4 separate regions of the Zea mays genome follow, and all the other regions are linked to region 1. The links are chromatin contacts, called in public Hi-C maps. All regions are on one chromosome and are shown on one strand. Each heading gives the region's core, a stretch centred on a gene start, on an enhancer-like site or on the middle of the called end of the contact. The rest is flanking DNA. Distances are from core to core; before and after follow the strand shown.

The links. Hi-C and Micro-C count contacts between places; a contact is called where the count stands out from the background.
Region 2: a contact with region 1 is called in a Hi-C map of ear, with 2.1 times the contacts expected there. The contact joins two enhancer-like sites. A contact is called at or near these places in 2 of 25 Hi-C or Micro-C datasets (ear and tassel).
Region 3: a contact with region 1 is called in a Hi-C map of tassel, with 2.7 times the contacts expected there. The contact joins two enhancer-like sites. A contact is called at or near these places in 2 of 25 Hi-C or Micro-C datasets (leaf and tassel).
Region 4: a contact with region 1 is called in a Hi-C map of tassel, with 2.3 times the contacts expected there. The contact joins two enhancer-like sites. A contact is called at or near these places in 2 of 25 Hi-C or Micro-C datasets (ear and tassel).

The regions. Positions count from the first base shown.
Region 1 is chr2:88,551,705-88,554,404 of Zm-B73-REFERENCE-NAM-5.0, reverse strand. No RefSeq gene overlaps it. Among protein-coding and RNA genes, the nearest start is that of LOC109944521, 14 kb to the right of the region's middle. Within about 2 kb of position 1,279, at least 17 of the 20 cell types and tissues checked have an H3K27ac peak or open chromatin away from gene starts, as enhancers often do. A contact at or near this core is called in ear, leaf and tassel, where this site is marked.
Region 2 is chr2:88,417,050-88,419,749 of Zm-B73-REFERENCE-NAM-5.0, reverse strand. No RefSeq gene overlaps it. Among protein-coding and RNA genes, the nearest start is that of LOC109944521, 120 kb to the left of the region's middle. Within about 2 kb of position 1,414, at least 15 of the 20 cell types and tissues checked have an H3K27ac peak or open chromatin away from gene starts, as enhancers often do. A contact at or near this core is called in ear and tassel, where this site is marked.
Region 3 is chr2:88,333,879-88,336,578 of Zm-B73-REFERENCE-NAM-5.0, reverse strand. No RefSeq gene overlaps it. Among protein-coding and RNA genes, the nearest start is that of LOC109944521, 200 kb to the left of the region's middle. Within about 2 kb of position 1,303, at least 17 of the 20 cell types and tissues checked have an H3K27ac peak or open chromatin away from gene starts, as enhancers often do. A contact at or near this core is called in leaf and tassel, where this site is marked.
Region 4 is chr2:88,742,099-88,744,914 of Zm-B73-REFERENCE-NAM-5.0, reverse strand. No RefSeq gene overlaps it. Among protein-coding and RNA genes, the nearest start is that of LOC100285859, 32 kb to the left of the region's middle. Within about 2 kb of position 1,469, at least 17 of the 20 cell types and tissues checked have an H3K27ac peak or open chromatin away from gene starts, as enhancers often do. A contact at or near this core is called in ear and tassel, where this site is marked.

The DNA of each region.
Region 1 (2,700 bases), core at 30-2,529:
GGGGAGTGGAGCGAAGAAAATCCTACTACTCTCTGTTCTCGCTCGTCGCTACAATTGTGCCGGCGGTGTTGGTGGGGTGGTATTTACTTGCCTTGTTGCGCATGCATCATTGGGGGCGGGCGGGCATTCCTGTCTGTCAACCTGGACAACGCGCACGTCGCAATAGTGCTGGGCGAGGTACATCTGTCTAGGGAAAATTCCTTGGCTCTACGCTTAGAGCTGCAGGCGCCTACGCTGGGGGGCGGGCTCGCACATCAGTGGCCGGGCGGGCACTGCACACGCCGACGCCGACGCGGAGCCTACCTATTCAGCTATTCTATACTCGATCGCCCACACACAACGCGGACGGAGGCGGTTCACCCGATCGAGCTTCCTTGCCTGCCGGCCGGCCGGCTTGGATGATGGCGTGCCTCTGCCTTCAAGCCAGCCTGCTGCTTTGGCGCTGCTGAACCCTGCCTTCTCAGGCTCAGCAGCAACACACACTTACTGCATTGCCTTGAACAGGACATTCGTATAGCCTTGCAGAGGCGAGGAAGGGGGCCATGTGGGTGCTAGTTCTGCACTGTTGCGGGCGCGCGTGTAAGGGCTACAGTATCATCTCCGGACCGGGACATTTCAGCCATCTTCCTTCAGGCTCTGGTGGCGGTAAGCTGCCCTTCTCGGCAACCCGCCAGAAATGGAAGCCGTGGCAGCCGGCCTAACGTACGCAGCCGCAAGTGTAGCCATGTACTACCACCACCTCTCTCTGCGTGTTCCCTCCTTTCAAAGTTTTCACAAGCTGACGACGACGAGCTTTTCTGCATCCTCTTGTTGCCACTCGAACGAAACGAAAGAGCGAATGAATGAATGAATGAATGAATGAATTGGTGTCATAGTCTCTAACTCTGCGGGTACAAGGAACGCATGCGCATCCGAGTGACATGGATCGTGTCTGTCTGTTCCTGCGTTGCATTTTTTTTTCACAGGATGGTTTGTACTCCAAAACAATCAAGCTTCTCAGACTATTTCCTCTTTTTCGTTTTCTCTTTCCAATGAAAGGTACTGTTCGCGGCCTTGTCCCCTAGCTCCAGCTGCATGCTTGGTTGCCTCTCCCCAGCTGTCGCTGTCGTGCAATTAATCGAGCAAGGAGAGGAGGGGTGGTTTCCTTTCCTTTGACAAGGGAGAAAAAAAGAAAAAGAAAAGAAAAGTGGCACGCAGATGCAGATTGCAGCAGGAGTAGATATATAGATGGGTGTACCGTCCGTCTCCGTCAGGCTAGAAAAGCCTGTTTCGTACGGTCCGTTGATAGCTGATAGCACACATGGGTCTGTATGTGGGTGGGTGGGTGGACCGTGGAGCCCTGCTGCACTCCAGCGCAGCCGCTGCTGCTTAAGCATAGGCTCTGAACACACTGAAACTACTGCTGATCGCCCAACCCAGCCAGCCCACACCTCTCCTTCCCCTTCCATGCTGCAGCTGCAGGCAGCGGGATGCACGTGCCTTAAGCGTCCAGCGATCGCTGCAGCCAGTGCGCTCGCAGCGCAGTCAGTGGAGACTTTAATTACTGGCCCGACGAGCCAAATTGACGGGGCGTTTCATTGAACCGTGATTTCTGCAAAATCTGATGTGGACTGTACAAATGCAGGGGTAGTTTCTAGGTTGTGTAGATAAAAAAGTCATTTGAAAGCTGTAATTTTTTTTTTAAAAAAGACACCCCTATTGTTTGTTTCGTTGGAATTGAATTCCTAACTAATAATCATAATCTAGACACAAACTAATTGAGTTAATATATTTATATACGTAATATGTTTGTATATTATCTTAAATTATATGAGAGAGATAGTTATACACTACATTTATGCTATAGATAAGTAAGTACAAGAGTGTGCTATAAGTTGTACATTACAAAAGTATTATGTAAATCTATAGAACCACTTTTCATCTCTCACCCAATCAATTTGAGTTAGACTTATCTATAAACTTTGGGAAGTTGTCGAATGACACGTTCTAAAAAATAGCCTACTCCATTAGTTAGATTCTAATTTCTTAAAATAAAGGGAAACAAACGGGACCTAAACATTTTCTCTTAGGGATAAGCGGAGTATATTAATTAGCTTTATCTTCTTTATTTGGATGTGTTGAGCACCATATGTGGCACCTGGGAAGGCTGGACGGTTCGGCCATGTAGGACGGGCAGTCCGCAACCCGAACGGTCCGCGGGTTAGCACGGACGGTCCGCGATTAGACCAGATCAGGCGAGATATTCCCTTTTTCCATGCGTGCTTATCCAACTAAATACACGATCGTATTGGGAAACGCCTAGAAATGGGTCCAGACCTCCCCCTATATATATGAAAGGGTACGGTCGATTGCGCGCATCGTCAATCGAACCAATCAATCAATCTACTTTATTTCCTTTGTTCTTCATTGCATTATAAGTAGGTGTAATCTAGACCTACCTTAGCTTTCCTCCAACCCCAAATCTTCGTCCTTCTTCGACTCTACGTCGTCTAGGGAGGTCCCGAGTGGCCTGCCGATCCTAGGGCACCCCCTAAAACTCTCCTCCCCGTCGAGGTCTCTCCCGGGGACGAGTTTTAGGGTTCTTCGAACCTCTGCGTACGTGTGAGTCGTCCGGCCTAGAGCGCGCACCGTCGGGGCGGACCATCCACACCGCCGCAGAGAGTATTGCCATATGGTACAACCCTAGGTGTTTAGCCCCGA
Region 2 (2,700 bases), core at 165-2,664, 130 kb after region 1:
AAGTGTAGCTGGATCTGTTACTTGCACTTGCAGACGAACAGCTCCCTCTTGAAACATCCGTACTTATGAGAGAACGTATGCAGGTTAATTCTTGGTGCGTCTATGCATGTGTATTTCTCCTTTCTTCGTACATCCAATTGCTGAGGTCAGTCTGTGCTCAACATATTCACGTCGTCGTAAATAAACACTCTTATTTGGTAAGTGCATGTTGTGTCGTCGCTGCAAAAGATTATTCCCTTCTATTCTTCACAAATTCTGCTTCATTATTATATATTTACAGTTTATTTGATGCGTCCCGTGTTCCGGCGGCTCTTGGGCGAGTTGTTTTTTTTCTTTTCCACAGAAAAACGGTTGAGAAACATTGGCAGCAAACTAGTTTTCGCGACGATATTGAGCGGGAGACTCATTTCAGGACTCTTTCTTTGTTCCTACATTTGAGAACAAAATAGGTTTACATAGGAAGTTGGTACATTCAGAAAGTTAATTTAAGGAACTACTGGAGCACATTTTTTGTTAATTTTCCCCTAAACCAAAATATAGGATGCATTTTAGGTGACTACTGCAGTTGCTCTCAATCCCTAAACCAAAAATTAGTGGCAGGGGCTTGTTTGTATGTCTCTCAATCCATGTGGATTAGATAAGATTGAGTAGGTTTAAATTTCAAACAAATCAAAATGTTTCATAATTTTTTTCAATTTCATCTAATACACATATGATAGGAATAATAACCCAACAAGCTCCTCCCTAAGTAGGAGGATTGTACGTTGCTGCTCATGATCATACCCATACATGGATTTGAAATTGGAATTACCGCGCACGGAAGAAGAAAAAAAGAGTCTGACGTGTGATCGTACTGGGGCGAGTCAAAATAACATACAGCTGGCCTGCGACCATTGTCCGCCACTCATCTTGTACCGTTATTAATTAAGCAGAAGCACAGTCACTTGTGTGGCTTAATTGTTCGTCATGCCCCTGCCACTAATTTTTTGAAATTCAGTCTGCCAGCCGACCGATGAATAATGCTGCCGGAATGCAAACGTTTACCTATAAAAATGAATTTTCTTAAAGAAAAAACGCTAGCGTAATAAAGAAGCTTTCATTTCGAGGACCCAAGTGTCGCGAGTCGCGACCCAATGTAACGCAACATCCTACAGCGAAGAACGAAATGACTGGTGAGGACCGTACCGTTCATGCATGGGAAGGATCGATTAGGATGAAATGGAGCAGCGTCGCAAGCAGATTCAACGGCAATACATTGATTGTTCCGTTTTTTCCTCCAGCGCGCGCGCGGGGGACCGCGAACGTCTCCGGCCCGTACAGGAACGGAAGCCTGGATCTAGCTGGCTACCTCCGGTTCTGTGGCCAATGGATACTAATGATGCATGGCAGATTGCTCCACGTACGCCCCTTGCTGTGCCATTGATGTGATGCAGCAGGAGCCAGGCAGCCGCGCCGGGCGCCAGCCGCCAGGCCAGTGTCCAAAGGAACAGAACAAACAAGCCTGCAGGCAGGCACACAACAACAGCAACATGCCAGCGACGGTGCTTAAAGCAGCTTTCTCAGACGCAACGCAGAGGCACAGAGCTCCGCTGACGACCGGTCAACCACTCCTGCTAGTATCCAACACTCTCCCAGTGGTCCGCGCTTAACGAACCTGACACAACAACAGTGAATAAATACAAGTAATTACGCTCCGCGCGCAGAACAGAAATTGATGTGCGTCTCGGGTGACTGTATATTATTGCGATATACTCCTAGTATGTTTTAATGCGCCGCGAGATGAACGATCGGATCGATACAAGCTGACATGATTAGTCGGCACGGCAGGCTTTTGTCTGCGTCAGTCCGAACCCAGTGCCCAAAGCCGGACTAATCAGTCGCACTTTTCCTTCCGCGCAGAGAGAGAGGAAAAAAAAGAACAGCAGATTGATTAGTGTGCCCACGAATTTAGCTCATGAGAACTTAACTCCCGCCCACTGTTTCAGCTTCGATGGGACATGGAAAATGACCTGAAAAGGCTACTGATTGTATATGTATTTTTTTTACCTGAGGAGAAATTCGGTTTCTCGACATGGAGAATCGCGTTCCATAGCACAATGCAAATGACAAAAAAAAAAACCTTAGTTAACGTATAAAGGGTAAAACTTGGATACGCGAGGATCTACGTCGTTACGAGTACCTTTTAGTGAATAGCAGGATCTACATCGTTACCGGTACCTTTTAGTGAATAGTAAGTGATTTCCTTCATCCTCCAATCTTATGGTCACCAAATCAGCTATTATCACTTATTTAGCTGCATATGTTTCCAGTTTAATATCCGTAGGTTGATGCAATTTGGTGTAGATTCTAAACTAAATTTTACACAAACCTCTCCAACACATTCAGATAAGGCCGGCGGCGGCCTTAAGTGCTGAACGTTAGATGGACAAAGGAGAAACGCATGAACAACCTTCAATGGAATTTTAGGAGCATATGTATCTTACTTTCTCAATGGATTATTGGCACCAGCTGCTCCCGTTAATCGTTTGTGTGCCTCGTTTCTATTGGATCTACTATGCAAAGGGTTGTTGTTTCTTACTTCTTACGAAAGGGCCTCTAACGTAATAGTTACGGCTTTTGAGTAGCACCTCCAAGTCTCGTGTTCGATCTCCCCCACTCGCTCTCGGGTTGTTTTCTGCGTGACACTCTCCGATTGGGCTG
Region 3 (2,700 bases), core at 54-2,553, 220 kb after region 1:
ATATATATATATATATATAATATGGCCCTGATCCTAACGAGAAGAATCTTTCTCTCGTTTTCTTTTCATTAAGAACCTATATTATATAAATAATGGAACAGGGAGGGACCTCTCTGGCATTACTATTCTCGGCAAATCCAATCCCATTGGACCGATCAACGTCATGTCCGACGCCGACCAATGCGGCAATCATGAGAACCACTAGCTTTGCCCGCAAAATAACGCTCACGGCGCGATGTCCGCGCGTCTGCTCAAACTGAGAGATTTTAAAACTCGCAACAAGATGTCAAATCGACAACTGCTTTTTTATCATCAGAATGGAAGAGAGAGAGAAAAAAACAAGCAAGGGTTACTCAACAGAATGCTTTTCTATTATTGTCAGGGGATCAGTTAGTTGATGATATATTATTGGTCTCTGGGCCCTGGAGAATAACATTAGGTGAACCGTCTGGAAGGACGAGGCTAGGGTAGTAGACAGGCACACAGTGTATTCATCACCTTCGGCATCTTGTTGGTTCATGCATGTCGCGTGGTTACCTGTTAACACTACTAGCTAGTTAGCTTCATTGGTCCGGGTCAAGCAAGAATACAACACACGATGGTCGTTAATAATTAATAAATGAGATTAATTATAACAGGCCTTGTCTTTAAAATAATCTCCCAATGATTAATAAAGGAGGACAATAGGTTTATATACAGAGCGGATGTGCATGGGTCCATGAAGCTAGCTAATTAATAAGTACAGTAATGGGCAAGTTGAGTACCAGAATCTCTCTCGATCGACTTTTCGCGCGCGCGGACTGAACGAATCCGTTCACCAAACCCAAATCCGGTAACAACTATGTGACCAAATATAGCTTATAAGTGACGGCGACGCGCGGGCGGCGGCGGTGGGTGCTGATCCGCGACGGCGGCGGCGACAAAGCATATCACCATGCATGTACCTTCAAAAAGACACAACTCGCTCGTAAACCCATGCTCTTGCAAATTAAAAGCCCCGTCCGCCGGCGTCCGCTCCATCACATCACAGCGCATTAGCGGCGTGGCCGGCCAGCCAGCAAGCCGCCGCACCTCAGACCAACCGTACGGAGATGGCCGGCCGTCCACACTCCACAGACAAACACTTGGATTTGGCCGGTGGCGCTTTCCCTCCGCTTGCTTTGGCCAGGGACGGATCGGGTCCCTTGGCTGCAAGCGCGCGCGCGCGGCTGCCGCTCCTCTCGATATCAATCCGTCGTGCTGTGCTGCTGATGCGCGGCAATCTAGCTAGCTTGCCCGGCATCCTGTGTGGGTACGATCAGATGCGCGATCTGCTTGACGGGGAGGGGTCTCCGACCCACCTGTGTGTAGGCCCCCGGCCCGTAGTACTGGTCTTTTGGGTGCACGTCTTTTTTGACTAATGGTTGCCTCGAGTGATGGGACCAGCGTACCGCTTTGGGTGCTCAGGCCTGCCCGCCAATTGAACACACCGCCGACCGGATTTTCACCGTCACAAATCATAAATTATTATTTTAGTTATATGAAGTGAATCGAAACATCTTACTCCTAACCAAATTTATATAGTAAAATAATAACATTTGAAATTATTATTTTCAGCAAAAAAACGATCTTAGAAAAAAGGGGACATGAAACCCTTGTCTCGTTTTTTAAATTTTCCATCATACATTCATATACATCCGTACCAAAAGATAGTTCTACTCTCTCTGTTTTTTTATTTATAGCATTTTAATTAAAAATAAACTAACTGACGATAAATATTCGAGAACAGAAAAGGTAGTAATAGGTTTTGGGCACAAAAAATAAGAAATCATGGATAACGCTGATGGATTGAATTAGGACCTAAAATCCGGATTGAATTAGGACCTAAAATCCTCTTCTTATTTAAATTTAAAAATAAATTTAAATAAGTAGATTTTAGCCCTCTAATCACATTCGGTTTTATAGCTCACAGACTATCTCTAAATGTCTAACATACCTCCGGCCCACAAAGCAAAGTCGGGCTACATATTAAGTATATAAGTACTCATTATACTGAGATGCCGTAGTAGCTAACTTTTTCTCAGGCTAGACATGGCGGCAACATGGTGCAAACTGACTTGATGTATGTGAAGCAGCGAGAACACGGCGGAAAAGCTGATGGATTTGTACCCACTAACTTTAGTATGCACGCCACGCATCCATTCGTTCCTTTGCGCGTAGAAGATTCCCATTATTGGGATGGTCAGCGAACAAGTGGGAGGAATGTGACTAGTTTTACTAGCTATGAACACTATTGGAGAATACACAATCAATATCGGTTAAAAACTGGCTATATAGTATTGAATTACCAACCGGTACTATGCATCAGGAACTAAAGGTTTATAACTTTAGTACCGATTTCTAAATAGAACCGTTACTAAAGGTTATATCTTTAGTATCGATTTCTGGCTAAAACTGTTACAAAAGATCCTTTCTTTAGTACCGGTTTCTGATGAGAACCAGTATTAAAGAAAGAATCTTTAATAACAATTCCCGGTAATAACCGGTACTAAAGAAAGGATCTTTAGTGACGGAACTGATACTAAAGTACTCATGCATTTTAGTTCCAGTGTGGTCCCTTACAAGCTACAAGGAGTATATTTGTTTGGGTTATGGTTGTAAAAAAGTTGTGGGCTATGAGCTGTGAAAAAAGTTGTTATGAGCTAGGAATTGTAAAAAACT
Region 4 (2,816 bases), core at 220-2,719, 190 kb before region 1:
CAACTACAAAATTACATAACTTCTCAAGATCTATAAAGTTTATTTTGTTTGTTTGGTCATTTATTCATCCCACATGTTGGTTATAACATTATTCACAAATCTTATAAATCTCTCTTGTAGTTTCATAAACTACAAGAGATATATAGTTTTTCTAAATAAATTTACTTTTATTTTTTCATATGAAGTAATAACCAAAATACAAATTTATAATTGAAATTTTTTTCATTTAAATTAATTTATTGCTTGAAAATATGGTTTTTAAATTGTATTTGTCTAGTGTTAAAAAAACACTCGACAAAGAAGATTTTACTTTTGTCAAAAATAAAACATTCGGTAAAAAAACTCTTTGTCGAGTGTTTATTTTCACCGAATGTTTTTTTGTTACACACTCGGCAAAGAACTTTTTTATCGAGTGCTAAAAAACACTAGGTAATAAAAGGAAAAATAATCTTATTTCATTCACAGTTTCGCTAACCACTTTTTTGCGTGCAAAAGAGTAAAAGGCCAACGAAGGTGTAGCGCTTTACTAGTACATCGTACTCCACACTGCCGTAGTACGTACGAAAATAGGTACAAAAAAAGCGTGCTCTTTCAGGGGCACGCTACACATTCATAACTTTACTCCTGTCCGCCTGCAGGAACTTGTCGTCCCATCGCCACTAGTATGTTTTGGCTCCTCCTTTTCAGGGGAAAAATAATTCGGAACCTTCGATGGTGACGTAACAACCTTTTTGCACCTTTATTAAATTTTGATTCAGAGTCCGTCCGTCCGTCCGGTCCGGCTCCGGCATATTGTCTCTTGGGCACGCGCCGTACGTACCCGGCTCTGGTCTGAGTTCACCGCCGGCCGGTCGGCCCCTGTCGTTCGTCCTCTCCGTCAGAACTGAGAAGTAACTGTGTGCCTAGCTCACCGTCCAGGACTGTGCTACTTTCATGTTTACGACCAGAATCTACTGCTGGATCCGATCGATGTGCATTCTAGCTGGAGCCAGGTATCGACTGAGATGACCTTTGGCTGCGCGCGATGCGATGCGACGACCTAGCTAAACACGGCGAGAGGGAGCTGAGCTGACGAACTGGATCTATATGTTAATCTGGCGTTGTCTTCAGTGGAATCAGCTGGGTATTATCAGCTGAAGTATATGACTATATGTACATGTATTGCCTCGCTGTTAAAAAAATGCATGTGAAAAGACACCACCAGCGTGTTTGGTTACTTGTACAACCATATCCAGACTCACGGCGTGCTTTGATCGCGCGCAAGTATGTGTTTGATTGGCTATGCCTCCATCTACGAGCCTGCACGTACGCGTCCAACTTGGTCTAATTTTTACCGTTCAGTGGCCTCACAGCCTGCACGCGTGGGGATGTGAAAAACGAGCTTCGCTCGCGGGCCAGGCCAACTCGAGTCTGGAGCGCTGGAGAGCAGCAACCAAACATGCGGTACGAGAACTCCATCGCCAACTCACCATGCATGCATGCATGCGCCGACACATGTCAGAGACCTAATCATTCAGCGGGAAAAGCTGACCGGTGGTGCCAGATGCATGCATGGCTCTCCTGTTCTGTTCTAGTGCATGCCTACGTAGGCTCTTGCTCCTTTTGACCCAAATCATCATGTCCGCATCGACCATTTTCGTCCTTCGACGACGAGCGAGTGGCCAATACTTAGCTAGCATGCACCGGCCGCGGTCGGGCACCGCTGGATTGGTGAAAAAAAAAAGGCGTCGTCCGACCCGGCCGACCGGGCTATTTGTGACATCACATCACTAGCGGCAGCGATCCTGATGCGTGCTGTTGGAAACGTGATCTCCTGGAGTGACAGATTCTCAAAGATGATGGCATGCGTGAACGTGAGGGCGCGCGGCGTAACCTATATAGCGATGCCTCTAGCTTTTTTTTTTCACTTCACTATCTGTGCTAGTAGCTGTCCCAGTGTGCCTGCTGGTCCAGATGGTAAAAGGTCAAAAGTGTCATATCTATAATTCTATGTGCTTGTGCAAGCATTCCGTAGGTGTCGGTTCGGGACCAGAACGTACGTACGTACGGAAGCACCAAACCCATCATCATCATGCGCTATGCATGCATGCATGCATATCGATCGTTTTCAGCCTCTTGGTCAATGTATGTGCTTTGTCCACGCCCAACAATTGCAAGTTTGTTATGATGAATGTCTCTGCACTTTGGCTTTCAGCTTTCTATCTTTTACCCTACGACCTCCCTCTTTATTTGAATTATTTCCTTTTAAATTTTTTTCACTCGCAAACACGTTCGTACGGGCACACGCTCTTCTCTCCTACTAATTCACAAATTCATCCACAGTACGTACGTACGTCTCTCCAGTTTGATTCATCATTGCTATTTGAGAAACACTGAAAAGTACACAGCTAGCAGAGGCGATGGCTTGGATTGCTTGGTTGGTTGGTTGTTTCTCCAATGTGAAGGGAGTTTTAACTAGGTGAGAAATGACGACGACATAATTACAAGCTGGAGAAGATTAGTATAGTAGTCTAATTAGCGAATAATTAATGGATGGATGGTGCATGCCAAGCTGCTGCTGCTGCAGAAAAGAGACGACGCGCGACCAGAAACAACCTCTGATCATCGTTCACTCATTCGTTCCTTCACGAAAAAGTCGTCAGCCTTTTTGGAGGGTAAACTCGCCTGAGCCTTGGTCGTCTCTCTGCATTCGCCCTGTGTTCCTTCACATGCGTGCATGGCCCATACACCTGAACACTGCCGTGTGCATGCATGCGCGTTCCTACGGAGTACTACGAAATTTACAGAGCGCCAATCCTGTGGAGACGACCGGACGG